Regions from separate parts of the Mus musculus genome. Here region 2 is linked to region 1. The links are chromatin contacts, called in public promoter capture Hi-C maps. All regions are on one chromosome and are shown on one strand. The core of a region is the stretch at or near the end of the contact, and the rest is flanking DNA. Distances in the headings are between cores, read along the strand shown. Region 1 holds the start of Vta1 (vesicle (multivesicular body) trafficking 1). Region 2 has its middle 240 kb from the start of Gm20125.

What was found. Promoter capture Hi-C pulls out the DNA fragments that hold promoters and counts their contacts.
Region 2: a contact with region 1 is called in a promoter capture Hi-C map of hippocampal neurons, with 4 times the contacts expected there. The contact joins the enhancer-like site here to the promoter of Vta1 in region 1. A contact is called at or near these places in 3 of 39 promoter capture datasets (the 3T3-L1 cell line, hippocampal neurons and liver) and 1 of 115 datasets of contacts at active chromatin or transcription factors (astrocytes).

What each region holds. Positions count from the first base shown.
Region 1 is chr10:14,701,535-14,708,847 of GRCm38.p6, reverse strand. It overlaps Vta1 (vesicle (multivesicular body) trafficking 1), which reads left to right and starts at 3,359. Exons shown (of 8, transcript NM_025418.3): 1 at 3,359-3,498. The coding sequence starts at 3,387. It overlaps 1700016L04Rik (RIKEN cDNA 1700016L04 gene), which reads right to left and starts at 3,239. Exons shown (of 6, transcript NR_045824.1): 1 at 3,175-3,239.
Region 2 is chr10:17,327,226-17,334,538 of GRCm38.p6, reverse strand. No RefSeq gene overlaps it. Among named protein-coding and RNA genes, the nearest start is that of Gm20125, 240 kb to the right of the region's middle. Within about 2 kb of position 2,823, at least 98 of the 459 cell types and tissues checked have an H3K27ac peak or open chromatin away from gene starts, as enhancers often do. A contact at or near this core is called in hippocampal neurons, where this site is marked.

The DNA of each region.
Region 1 (7,313 bases), core at 2,110-4,609:
TAGGGGAAATAGAACAAGCCAAACTCCAAAGAAGTAGGCACTGAGAACCAATGGAGGACAGGGCAGGAAATAATGAACCAGAGGCTACAAGAGTACCATTATATCAGTTCAAAAGAGTGTGGTTCTTTGAAAAGATACACCAGACTTAGAAAATTCCAGTCAAACCAACCAGAGAGAGAAACCACAATTAGAGATGTAAAAAAGGTTGTTAAGGGAGCATCCAATGAAAAACTCATGGAATCATTAGAGATTATTTCAAAAACTTATATTCAAAAAAAGCAACTGAAAAATCTAAAGGAAATAACTTCCTAGGTATATATAACTCACCAAAATTAGACATAAATTAGAAAACTTAATATTTGTAAGGTTATTTTATTACTTGAGAAGATCAAATTGTTTGGGGAATAAGCTTCCAAGTATTGGAAAAGAAAAATACCCTTACCTTTATTACAAGAACAGAAAAGAAATCAATCTGCTGGCTTCGTGAGCAATGCATAGCACTTTACTACCTGAACTCAGAGTTCACCTCATGTTCGACAGACATTACACAATATATTACTCTAATCATTTGACTAAATGATGCAACTTGACACTCTCCAGAAGACGGAGTCAGATCTCCTTATGGATGGTTGTGAGCCACCATGTGGTTGCTGGGATTTGAACTCAGGACCTTTGGAAGAACAGTCAATGATCTTACCCACTGAGCCATCTCTCCAGCCCATACTTTTGGTTTTTTGAGACAGTGTTTCTCTGTGTAGCCCTGGCTGTCCTGAAACTTAGTCTGTGGAGCAGGCTGGCCTTAAATTCACAGAGATCTGCCTGCTTTTGTTGCCTGGATGCTTGGATTAAAGGTGTGCACCACCCCAGCCCAACAATGAAAATTTTAAGCAGTCATTAACAGTCTCCCAAACAAAAAAGTCCAGGACTAGATGGGTTTAGTGCAGAATTCTTTCAGACCTTCAAAAAAGATCTAATACCAATACTCTTCAAACTATTCCACAAAATAGAAACAGAAGGAACACTACCCAATTCATTCTATGAAGTCATAGTTACACTGCTTATTTTCCCTTGGAAATGAAATGGTTTCTATCTAAGCAGGAACTTTTCACAATTTCCTTTCATAGAGGACTTCATAAAGAATTTCTTCTACTTCTATCATATTTAATGTTACAAATAGATTTTTTTAAATGTGGTTTAGTGCATATTACTTTTAGCTTCAGAAGACATTATGTATACTTAAGAGGCATTTAACTATTATAAATTATTTTGATGACTTAAAAATATCAATATTGAGTTGTATATTTTAAAATAAATTTTATTAGTTTAATAAAAAAGAAAAAAGGATGCAACTTGAATATGTATGAATATGAATCAGATTTTAATTACTGTAACAGGATATAGCAATGATAGATTTCTTCTAATCAAAATGAGCCCTTGCTGAGTTTAAAATAAATGAATGAATAAAGGCAAAAAAAATTAGACAACTTAAAAATTTCGCAACCAGAAATTAAAATGAAGCAATATTTTTTCAAAAGTTTGTCCACAAAGCAAGAATGAATGAATGAATGAATGAATGAATGAATAAGCTAGTAATGTTTACTACTAGATGTCCCTCCACTCCCCCAAGACAAGTTCCTGGCTGTCCTGGAATTCCCTCTGAAGACTATATTTTCCTAGACCCCAGAGATTCACCTACCTCTGCCTTCAGAATGCTGGGATTAAAGGTATGCACCACCATGCCTGACACTATTGAATTTTAGTGAATCTTTATGGAAGAACCTATAGCAATACGTCTCAAGCCATTCCATGTATAAAAAGGGAAGCAACACTACCATTTTCATTCAGTGATACTAGTGTTACTCTGGTGGTAAACCACATAAGGCAAACACTATATACCAATATTGGCGTTGAAAAAACAGGAAAGTTCAGCCGGGCGGTGGTGGGGCACGCCTTTAATCCCAGCACTTGAGAGGCAGAGGCAGGTAGATTTCTGAGTTTGAGGCCAGCCTGGTCTACAAAGTGAGTTCCAAAACAGCCAGGGCTATACAGAGAAACCCTATCTCAAAAAAACAAAACAAAAAACAAACAAACAAATAAAACCCAAACAAAAAGAAAAAAAATACAGGAAAGTTCAAATGAAATGTAAGTCCTTAAGGATGATACTATGCAATGGAGAGGTGGCAATAGATAAATAAATAAATAAATAAATAAATAAATATCACTGCTATAAAGAAAAGGTGGGGTGTGCTATAAAGTCAGAAGTGCAGACTCTCCTGGACTCTATCTTGTCAAGTAGTAAGACAGACTAATACTTTCCTAATGTTCATCATCTTCCTCCACTAATCAACTCGCATAGTTCACTAAAACAAGCACTAGCCATATCAGAGAAAGTATTCAATTCTTATTAGTTCGCATGTGTTTACCTTTCAAGTTTGAAAAGGACTGTCTATTCAGTCCAGTATTTGGACATGCAAATTTTAATCTAGTATTTAAACATAGTGTTTCTCATATAAGAATTTAAAACTTCTAAACTAAAAGCAATGGTTGTTTCCAGTTCCAATCTCCTTTAAGTACATGTTTTCAGTATCTCTTTACAGTTTCTAGAAAGGCTATAACGTGTACTTCTGTGTGTGTGAATGTATAAATTTTTATTTTGTGATCATTTTCTCTGTTAAAACTAATGACACCTCCACCCCCCACTCCACCCCACCCTCCCCCCCCCCCACCAAAAAAAAAAAAAAACCCACTGTGGCCCATCTATATGCATATGTCTGTAATCTCTACTAACTGGGAAGCCCTGGGTAAAGGATTTCAAGTCCAAAGCTTAGTTTGGCAATTTAGTGAGACCCAGTCTCATAAAAATAAAGACAAGGGAGAGAGTGAGGGAGGGAGGGAGGGAGGGAGGGAGGGAGGGAGGGAGGGAGGGAGGGAGGGAGGGAGGGAGGGAAGGGAAGGAAAATTTGAAAGCTGAGAAGGTAGCTTAGTAGTATATACGCTTGCCAGAATATTCCCAACAAAACACACACGCATGAGATAAAGAGAGGGGAGGGGAAGTTTTCCTTTCTCGCAGTTAAAGTCCTTTACGTTATTTTCCCCTTTCTTCTCTTTCATTCATTCCATGCAAACAAACAAACAAAAACAAAAGTTAAATTTAAAACCTCTATCTCCGCTTACCAGCAGAGAGCGCTGGAGCCGTGTGCGACACAGGAGACTCTCATTCTCCAAATAATAACTGCCTTAAACCAGGCAGTAAGTTTGTCTCCTTCGGGCACCCGTCGCGGACAAGCGTCTCAGCAACGGATGCGTGGGTGAGAATTGCCCGCTCGGAGGCGGAAGCGGAAGTATCTGTGACCGGCGAGTAGGAAGTAGCGCTTCCGGGAGTGGAGATGGCCGCGCTGGCCCCTCTGCCGCCGCTGCCCGCGCAGTTTAAGAGCATACAGCACCATTTGAGAACGGCGCAGGAGCATGACAAGCGGGACCCCGTGGTGGCCTACTACTGTGAGTCCCTCCGAGTCCCCGTTCTCCCGCCCGGTTGCGCCCCGCGCCTCCCTCCGCTCTTGAGGCCCGCCCCGCCCCCTGGCTTCAGACCTGAGCCTTGACCTCTGGCTCGGCCAGGAGGACCCCAAGTACTAGACTCCCTCCACACCCGGACCCCCGTCTCTCCAGCTTAGAGCCTCGGACACGCCTCCCGGCTGTTCTTTCTTCTGGGAATGAGAACCTCGATAGTCATAGGTTTCCCAGAGATGGGTGGGAAGGGAGACTAACAGAAAACATAACGAAAGCTGTGCATTAATCACGAGAGCTTTCAGGTCCCTTCCGAAACTCAGACGGTTCAGTGGACAGTGGCTACTACTGAAAATTTGAATTTGACTGTTCTTGACTTGTTTTCCGTACTCCTCATTACCACCAGTAAGAATTTGGAGTCATCCTTTAGCTATCCTGAAAGTTAAGAAGTTTAATGCCAATATTCCTAGTTTGAGATGTATATACTACTGAAGAGGACACAGTTTGAACTCCGTTCAGACATGCAGAGTTGGTGAAGTGGATAGGACTAGTAGTTTTATGTAAACTATGATTTGAATATTATACTCCTATCTTTGTTGCAAGAAATGACTGTACTCTGAGTTTCTAAAGAACTTTCAGAATACAGAAATGATGTGTCCTCTGTTGTGGACATTGTTAGCAAAAATCTGGACCAAGTCAAGCCTTCCCTTGTGGACATGTATGTACCTCATTTCTCAAATGTGCATGGATGTCCCCCTACCACCACCAATAATTGCCATTCTCCACTTGATTTATGATCTGAATTCCCACCTCTTCTGCAAGCCACTCGGTGGCTATACTTCATTTTTATAAAAATCATACCAGTATTGTTCCCACCATTCTTGTTCTTTTGATGATCTTCAAACATATCCTAATTATTGAGCCTTTTTACCTATTGACGAGCATTCCTAAGTACTGGGAAAAAAAAACTAAAACCCAGCTCCTGTGGTCCTAGGACTACTGAGAGGAGGGGCGTTTGAACAGTACGCATTTTATAATTTCAGGAACGGGCATAGAAGTGCCACAGTACTGTAGAGGGGACCTCATTTTCCTGTGTTCAGAAACACATTGCTCAGTTGACAATGGAAGCCAGACCTTTGTGCACAATTGCTGAAGAATATACCTTTAAAAGGAACAAAAGTCTGAAGGTCCACAGAGAAGTTTAAAAGAGGAGGAGTGAGGATTTGGAGAGTATAGAGCCAGAGAGAAGTTGGATACAACAAAGAGGCTGGCTCTGGACTGTGAACCAGGGCCCTTTGTTTCCCTCTAAGCCAATCCTTATTCATGAACCTGTAACTGTGCACCTTTGTCACTACCCAGGATCTTTTCCTTCCTGTGTCATTGTGGTCATTCCTGCCCTTTGTTCTAAGCTTGATTCCCCTGTTTTCTTTGTTTAAAACAACAAGAACCAACCAAACAAACAAACAAAAACAAGAGAAGTGCTTCTCATGTCAGTCCCCTAAAATTAAGCCTTACAGCTTCCTGTCATAGGTAAACTTGAAATGGGAGTCCACGCTTGTCCTCACCTTTTTGCCTGCTGTCATCTGGTTTTTATGGGTGTTTCTATTTCAGTAGCATCCCTTCTCCCTAGTCATGAATGGGCATTTTTATGACAAAGTCAGTATGGCTGTACTGCAGTTTCTGTTATGAGACCTGCATGATATCCATACAGAATTTAAGGAGCGACAGGAGGTATGCATGTACTCACATTTGATGTTACTGAAGTTTTAATTTTTGCTAACTTGGTGGCCCTGGATGCTGTCTCTTTGAAGTGATATTTGCAATTCTCTGAGACTTAATGAGGTTCAACATCTATTCACATGCTAATTAAGCAAGTGCTTTTCTTTTTAACTGCCTTTTGTTGCTTTTGCCCAGGCTTCTATTGAAATGTCACTTCCTAATAATATATACTAATCCTTTGTTGCATGAATTGCAGCTATTTTCTCCCAGTTCACAGTCTGGTTTTTCTTCAAGAAGTCTTTTTTTCCAAAATGCTTGATATAAATTGTCTGTCAGTAGCTAGGATACATTCCAGTTTGCTAGGCCTTGATTTCTTTTGTGTCCTCACTTGGGATTTTTCTTTCTTAAGACTATAACTGGATCTCTTATCAACTATAGAAACTTTTGTTGTTGATGCTATTTTATTATCACTCTTGTGAAGTTTCTATTACATGTGTGCTATCCTTTTCCTTTTAACTGTCTTCTCTTAAAGCTTTCATATATTTCATTTGTGGTATGCTGTGTAAATCCTTAAGGCCTTTTCTTCCACATATCTGTTGCTTAACACAGCTATTGAGTTGACATCAACATCAACATTCATTTTTTATTTCTGAGTACTGTTTTTTTTTTTTTCAAATCTTTCTGCCCAGTTCTGGTAGTTTCTTAGTATTAAGTTCATCTTTAAACCTTTTAAGTTACATTCCTACACACATAACCTATATGCTGTAAAAATCCAAAAAGGCTATTAATGTCAACATGATGACACAAGTAAAAAAATTCTCACGGAGAAATATTATCACGTGCTCCAGACTATTGAAATATATAATTTTCCTCCCACGCCAAAGAGTTGGGTTCTAGAGATTGCTTACTATGCAAACATGAAAACTGAGTTCAGACCTCCAGCACCTGCATAAAAGATAGCATGAGTCTGGGAAGCGAGACCTGTAGAGACAAGGAGCTTGCCTTCTGCCATATGACCCAGCCAGTGGGGATAAACTCCAGGTTCAGTGAGAGACCTTGTCTCAGAAAATGAGGCAGAAAGCAACCGAGAAAAACTCCCATCTTTGATCCCTGCCTTCATACATGCCTGCAGAAGGATACAGATATACACACCAAATTATCGGCAGTCTCTGTGTATAAAATACTTATGAAACAAAACTATGTATTGACTTGAATCTCTAGTACAGATACCATTATAATTAGGAATTTCTAAGAATATGAAATGAAAATACATTCTCTGTGTTATATTTATTACTGAGTAATTTTTTAAAAAGTGATTCCTGGACTTAATAGGAATTCTCTTATTTTGTTTGGTTGTTGTTACCTTAGTAGTCTTACATTTCTAGGTTGCTTGCTCTTTTGTTCTCCTTTTAAATCAGAAGTTAATGCTAAAATATATATTAGATTATTTTTGTCCCTCTTTAGTAGTACTAAGGCATTTATTGTTTACTTGCTTGGACTATTTAACATACTCATTGTAAAATAGTGAATACACCATAATTGAAAAATCTGTCCATTCCAAGAATGAATCTCATAAGTTTGTCTTGTGGTGGTGTGGGTTTTTCAAACATAGTCAATAGCTCTGGTTTCCCTCCAACTCAGCAAGACTCACCTGAATGCTGAGATTGCAGGTGTGAGAGCCCACAGCCAGCAAGTTCATTTTTAATTACGAGTGTTTCTCTTGAGGTCAGTTTTGATCCATGTGCAGGTGTAAGAAATAATACAGAGAAAGCCTGTTGTTCCCAAAAATGCCATATGACATCTCAGCCAGAAAATTGAAATTGGTACAGTCCACCAATGTTTTTCTCAGATTTCCAAGTCTTACACATATTTATTTATGTGTATATACACTTAATTCTAAGCAGTTTTGTCAGTATTGGTTCCTATTCTTATCATCACAGTCTAGACACAACAGCCTAAGAATTCATTTCTGAAAGTATGACCTATTGGCAGTAAGGTGTTTGGCAAGAGGATGTCCAAACAGGATTTGTCCTTGGAATACACTTGGTTTATTCGCACAGAGATTCCTTATAAAATCGTGATAATATCGA
Region 2 (7,313 bases), core at 1,574-4,073, 2.6 Mb before region 1:
AAAAGTATGGATTAGAAAGACCTTCGGCTACAAAAGTCTGCATCCTTTGGGGACTCTGACGTGATAAGGGAAGGAGACCGGTCAGGGAGAGGCGAAGCTGAAGCAGAATGGAGATGGCCTTCAGGGCGAAGAGAAAGAAGCATTTCTAACAATATTTACAAGGACAAAGGCAGGGGTGGAAGGGAACTTGGAGTGTTACTGGTGACAAGGAGTCTCCCGGATGTGACAGTTGAGCTTATGAAAATTCCCCCCCTCCCCCCCAACTTGTCTTTTCTGCCAGGTTCACCAAATGCCATGGTAAATCTGGGAAGGGAGCAGAGATGCCCGAGAAGGAGGTTTTAGGGTTGAGATGAGAGCTTTTTTTTTCTTTCCAAACATGTATCAGCTTTTAGCACTGGGTAAATAAAAGGCTCAACCCTTGACCTTTGCCTTTCCTGGCACCTAAGTGAACTTTGCGTGCTGCCTTTGCCTCCAGTATGCATGAAAATAATCAGGCCCATCTTGCAGAAGAAGCAATATTATAATTTTGGGAGTTTGAAAATAACAATGGTGATTATCTTAGCAGCAGCCACAGTCTTAACAAGCAGAGTCCCTGGAGCCTTCCCGAGCTCCGCAGTGCCTGGGACTCTCCTCTTCTCTTGACTCTTTTCTAGACCTGCGCCTGAGCAGGGTCAGAGCTGGCTCGGAGTGTGCTGCCTGCCTGCCACATCAGTGTGCTCACTCTACACCCTGCGCGCTAGGATCAAAGCATTCTTTCTCCTTCCTCTTCTACCTCTTCTCTCTACTGCTTGGCTGCCTTCTCCTGCAGGGGGTCAGACTGGCCACATTTGTCCTCTCTGTGCCCAGCCTTTCTATACAAAGTTTTCTTTGTCAATTAGCAGAAGTAAATGCAAATCTGTTCTATGTACAATGAACTTCTTTGAGAAGAAGGTGCACTGGGACACTGATATAATGACTTGGTGAATTTCCAGATGAGGAGGCTCAAAACATCTTGGTTTTATTGTCTAGAGATTAGCATCTAACACTCTCTCTCTCTCTCTCTCTCTCTCTCTCTCTCTCTCTCTCTCTCTCTCTCTCTCTCTCTCTCTCTCCCCCTATGTCCTTCCCTCTTTTCTTCTCCCCATCTCTTTCTCTATCTCTGCATATTCAAATTCTCCTGAAAGCCAATGTCATATGCAATGGAGTTTGGCAATTCTGCTTCCACATTCATATCTGAATCCTTTTGGCATCTGGCACACTGAGGTTAGGTTGCTGTTGAAACACAGCATATAGAATCTGTGTGCTTTTAAAGGCTGTCAAATAAGCTTTAATACCTAACCTTCATTGTTGCTGCCACAGTCCCCACTCAGCCCTGCCCGGGAGCACAAGGCCACATTCCTGGTGTTCGTGGTGAAACTAGCATGAACTGAAACATAAGCCCTCCTCTCCATCATGTCTCTTGGCAAGATATTAGTAAAACCTCAGTGGTATTCATTCATTCACTCTTCAAGCCAACAGTTGGGAGGCTTATACTCAAGGGAGACGTATGTTCAGAAGTGGTCTTTTGAAAACCTAGCGATGTTCAGGTATAAGTTACACTTGGAAACCCTCTTATGTGACTTAATAGACAGTGAATATTAGGGTGTGTAGGGGGCAGAAGACAAGAGATCTGCATTGTTTCTCTTAATTTTTCCTTCTTTTGTTATCACAGTAGTATCAAGAAGACAGTGGCTTTATTTGACCTCTCCCCCAAGGGAGTAGTAACTATAATGGGTTTAATTAACTATGTGGTATTGACGTAATTAGTTATCATGGTGATTATACTTCTTTAATAAAAGCACTTCATTTGGGATGCATCAGGGTTCCGGCAGCGGCCAAGCCCTTCACCTATATTTCATAACTGTCTAGACACTGGAACCGTGTGCATATTTTACTAGCAGCCCTTGAGAGAGGTTATCTTGCATGGCTTAAGGTAATTGGGAAGTAATGATTTTGCCCCCTGCTTTCAGACTGGCTTGAGGCAAAGAGCAGAGAGGCTGTGGGGGAGGGGCGGGCCCTCATTTTGTGTAAACTGAAAGGCAGGGGGGAAGGGCTGGGTTTTTGGAAACCACAAGCTCTTAGGAATTGTTTCTTTTCAAGCTAGCTATCAGAGAAACAGTAACACCAGGGGGAGTTTGGTGGTGGTGATGGTGGTTGTGGTGGGGGGTTTAATCTATGGGTGGAATGCATAAATCTATTTAAATAAATGTACACCGTGTATGGAGACATAGGCTTGCATTAACAGGAATTCTGGCTGTCCAGTCTATGAACAAACAGCACAATTGGTCTGAATAGTAGATGGCTGCTTAAATTTGGTCAGCAGGTGACTGGCAGTGTCCCTTTCACCACAGCTCAGTGGACAATGAAGTCAGATGCTATGTAAAAAAATAGGGCAGTGAGAAAAGAAGACACACAGAATTCAAATGATTACCATATGAAAATGTCAATAATAATATCATGAGACCCCCCAAAGAGGAAAAGAACAAAAGCCAAAAAGATTATGGAGCTGTGCAGAGAAAGGGCCACAGGGACCACAGTGCCTGAAGCCCCTTCCCTACTTTTTTTTTTCTCTGATCAAACTTGGGTAATGGACTGGGAGGGGGAAGGGCAGCGGAAGGGTGGTGAGCAGGGAGGAGGGGTTAGGGACCGAGCCGAAATAGACACAGATAGCACTGAGAAATAATAGGTGTGCACACAGACTCTTGCAGAGAGAAACGTCATTTCTTTTTCTGTCTCCTCTCCCTGACTCTCCTTCTTTATTCAAACTGCTTTCTCCTGCCACCTCCCCCTGCAGCGCTGAGCAGCGTCCCCTCTGTGCCTCTCCCTGCCTGGAGATACATACTGAAATCACTGCAGGCAGTTTGACTGCTTCATGTAGCCCGGGAAGTTTTGCTGTGGGTCTTCTCAGAGCCAAAACCAGAAAGATGCACTTCTAAAAAATAACCCAACGGATCTGAAAGAAGCGTTTCTGCGGAGGTACCTGCCAGTAAGACTTGTTCCTCTGCCACAAGGGGTGCTGGGCAAAAAACCTCGATCCCTCATTAAATCAATAAAATCTTCTGCTCTATAATCGAGTATCAGGGAGAGGGGCCCAGGCTGTTTTATCTCATTGTTTCAGAACAGATCATTTGGATGGAGCTGACAAAAGGTTCATTCTTTACCTTTGTGGAAATGTCAGTAAAAAGGCAGGTGCTAGGCATTTGGACTCTTTTGCTCTATACAAGAAGAAAAAGAAAGGAGAGAAAAAAAAAAAAAAGAAGAAGTGAGGGAGGGGAGAACTGGGGGAGGGGAGGGGAGGGGCTGTGACAGGCCAGCTCCATGTACTGGAGCTTTCTAAGACATTTTGTTTAGCTTGGTACTGTGTGGCAGTGAGGAAAGAGGTGGGATCTATTGTGTGCCAGCTGCATGAATCACCGGATTGAAGGCTAACAGCCTCAGATCTTCTTTTATACAGTAGAGGGGAGATTAAAGCAGGGAGCTCATATGTCACAAAATAGAGGTACAATGCCTTTCTGGCTTGTTCTGTGCACTCAGCCAGCATTTGATCCAAATTTAGCCAGGGGGAAGGAAATGTGTATTGCTATCAACTGAGGACTAGACAAATGTTGGGCTGTAATACCCAAATTTTCTTCACTCCTTCCAAAATGTCACCTCTCCTTTATCAGTCTCACTGTAATAGAGCCTATATATAGCCACAGATGAACTGGAAATAAACACCCAGACCCTGGCTAAATTATTCTACCCCTGCTTCTTCCTACTCTGTGTAATTGATCCACAGCAGAGGGAATTTTTGTGGCTGGGTCTTAACAACCTCATTTGTTTAGCACGTATTTGTCCAGTGCTATAGGACCTACATTCTAGCAGCTAAAAGGGACATGCAAGGAGTCCACTGTATATTTTTCTCCTCTCTTCAAGCTTGGATTTTATTAAGGAGATGAAAGCAATATAGACACACCCCCTCTATACATACTCTTGGGAGCCAAAGCAATAAAAACAAGGGGGCACATCAAAACATGAAACCAGGGAAGTGCTCAGAGAATCAGGGAAAACAAACTCAGGACACATGTATAGTTATACTGTCATCCCTATGTTATAGTAAAGGAAGCCAAAATCAGAGACAGAAAGAACTTGCCCAGAGTCACACAGCTAATGAGGCAACACAGTTAAACTTATAGCTACATCTATAATCCACTGACAAAGAGATTGAAAAAGCCAGCGACCTGGCCCTCTCTCCTCCTCTCTTGCTCAGTGAGTACATCTGTCCCCAAGGAAGCTTCCAGGCCCTCGTCTGTTTCTAATCCCATTGGATGGGTAGTCCCTCTTTCTTTTGATTATTTCCCTCAAAGAAACTTTATGTTCAAATCAGAAATATCACCGTGTCTCGGAGACTTCTCCTTGACAGCTTGTCTAAGGCTAAATAAGTCACAAGTTGTGGACATGAGTAACAGTCTCTTGTTTGAGGCCCAGTCCAGCTCCCTCTGCCTTTCTCACTAGTAACTCAGATCTTTTTCATCACCCCAAGGATATATGAATTCTGAACTGGATCCCTCTCAGATTCTGGTGTAAACTTTAGCCCTTCTACTGGACACCTGTGTGAACTGAACCCGCTTTAAAGGGAATGTTTGGAAACCCTCTGCCTACAGTTCTCAATACTGGATTATTCTTTAGAAAATAGGCTGATTTCAAGTAGATGAAACTGGAATAAAACTAATATTAGATAATTTGTGTACATGCGTAGGCTCACAGACACGTGTGCATACACACAAACAGGAAGACAGACAGACAGACAGACAGACACATACACATACACATATCTAGAGAGAGAGAAGGAGAGAGAGGTTATGTTTGAGACAGGGTTTCACTTTATAACTCACAATGGCCTCTATTTAGTGATCTTCTGTTCTCTGCCTTTTGAGTACTACAGATTTTAGGTATGTGCCATCACATGCTACTCTCAATTTGGATAACTTCTGAGCCGTGCCTTCTCAAGCTTTTATCCACTTTATAATTGTCTCATTATTATGCTATCTGAATTGTTTGTCTGTGCTTACTTTGAGTCATATGTGAGATATATCTGTACAGATTTTGAAAATACTTTCACTCAATCCATAATCCATTTTTTCTCTTATTGGCAGTATATTTGAAGAAGCCTGTTTTTCTCTATGAAAATTGTACCTATTGCAAGATAATATCATTTTTTTCTTCCAGAAGTAATGTAATTTTAGCTCTTAAATTTGGGCTAATATTATTCTTGTGAGTTGACTTCTCTATATGATGTAGATTAATAACTGAATGTGTGTGTGTGTGTGTGTGCGTGCGCGCATGTGCGCAAATGCTCACACGTTACACTGTCATTTGTTACAGAGTCTTTCTTTTGCACACTGATTTCCTTTAACACTTTTTAAAAAAAATCAACTGATCATATAAATATGGTCTATTTCTAGACTCTATTCAGTTTTCCTAAGTCATATGTCTTATCGGCAGGCTAACACCACATCATTCGTTCTTGCAGCTTTATAATAAAACTTGAAATGAGTAGGTGTGAGTTCTCCAACTTTGTTTTTCTACTTCAGTCTAAGATTTGACTCACCCCTCTGTACAGAATCGCTTACTGATTCTATAGAATTATTTTGGAAGCCCTGACATGTTAGCCTTGATGTTTTTGATCCACTAATATATGACTCTGAATTGTGCTTGTCATCTTTCTCTCTCAGCAATTATACCACCCAGTATAGAAGTTTTACATTTATTTTTGGTATACTGACACATTCAGGATGTTGCATGACATTGGTCCTTCTGGAATCTTTTGCAACATACTATGCATCCCTCCTTGGCAAGTCTCTGAGCAGCAAATGCCAGGTGCACTTAGCCTCTTAGACCTACTTGAACTACAGTTTGTAATGAAGAAGTAATTGTAGAGATTGCTTATTCCCTTTCTTTTAGTCATTACAGTCTTTAAATACATGATCTTGACTCCTTTTGTTTGTATGTTTTAAGTTAGGAGGAAAGGTCGGGGCCCTGTTAAACCATCCTGGTCAGAACCAGAATTCTCATGGAAAGGCTTGACAGTTTAACACAAATATGATACATTTATGACATCACCTTTCAAAAATGGCCCTCAAGCATATTACAGATTTCAACTTTATACTGGGTCAATCTCCCACGATTTTCTTCCTTCCCTGTCAAAGTTGTACTTGGCCTTATTTCCAGTTCAACCCCTTCCCTTTTTCTTGAGGTCTACCAAAAACATTGCATTTTACCAACTCCTTAAATTTGAAGTTATTATTATTGAACCTTTGCATGTCTGCTCTATTAAGAAGTCCTGCATTTAAAAAAAAATTCTCTTGTGTTGCTTTCAATTACTGTGTTCAAATGATTTCTTATCCTGTATCTTTATTTCACAGTCGTTTTAATGGGATCTCCACTATAGTTTGCCCCACCACACCCCCCTCATCTCTCATCAAATGCCATTCACTGCTGGCATACGTTTACAAAAAAAAATGCAAAGTACTTAGAATGAACTGTGACATACTAAAAATTTACCCAAGTTCTCATAACCTGTTTTTCTGGTCAGATTTTATTCAAAGTACCTTTCTATTTTAACTTTGTCTCCTCCATATTCAGCTGTCTTTCTTAGGACTTACTTCGCATTACTGTAAATTTTGCTCTAATTCACACTTAATGATAGAAAGATGCTAACATTAACCTTTTTTGAAAATTGGGACTTATTATTTCTGAAATCAACATTTAATCAGGAGATATCTTAAATTTTTAACTATTAATCTGTGTTGGCCTTCCAGCTATTGTAAGTCATTTTACTGAAGTTTGTGTGATTGGCTTATGTGAATCACAACCATATACAATATGCAGAGCAAGCTTCTTCAAGCCATGAGTTAATCTCTCTCTCTCTCAGATTGCTTTTTACTTCTTATCCTTTACATTAGTACCTTAATTGATCGTGGCTGTAGATGTATAAAACTAAGAATGAGAGGACAGAAAGACGAAAGGAGAAACAGATGTTCAATGCCTTGTAATAAAAAAGGAATGGTATAAAAATGTATATGGTGTCTTAGGTTTGGGTAGCAACATGACCACACATCCATATTATAAGATTGATAAATATGCTGATTAAAATCAAAATGTGTTCATGGTCTTGCCCGTGTTCAACTCTTGGCTCTTAGCTTGCAAGGCATGTGATTTAGGCACTTCATTCATGAGCGTCTTCATGCTTCAGGTGGGATCACATTAATCCCCACTTAACAAGGCTGTAGCAAGCTTTAAATGAGATAATCCTC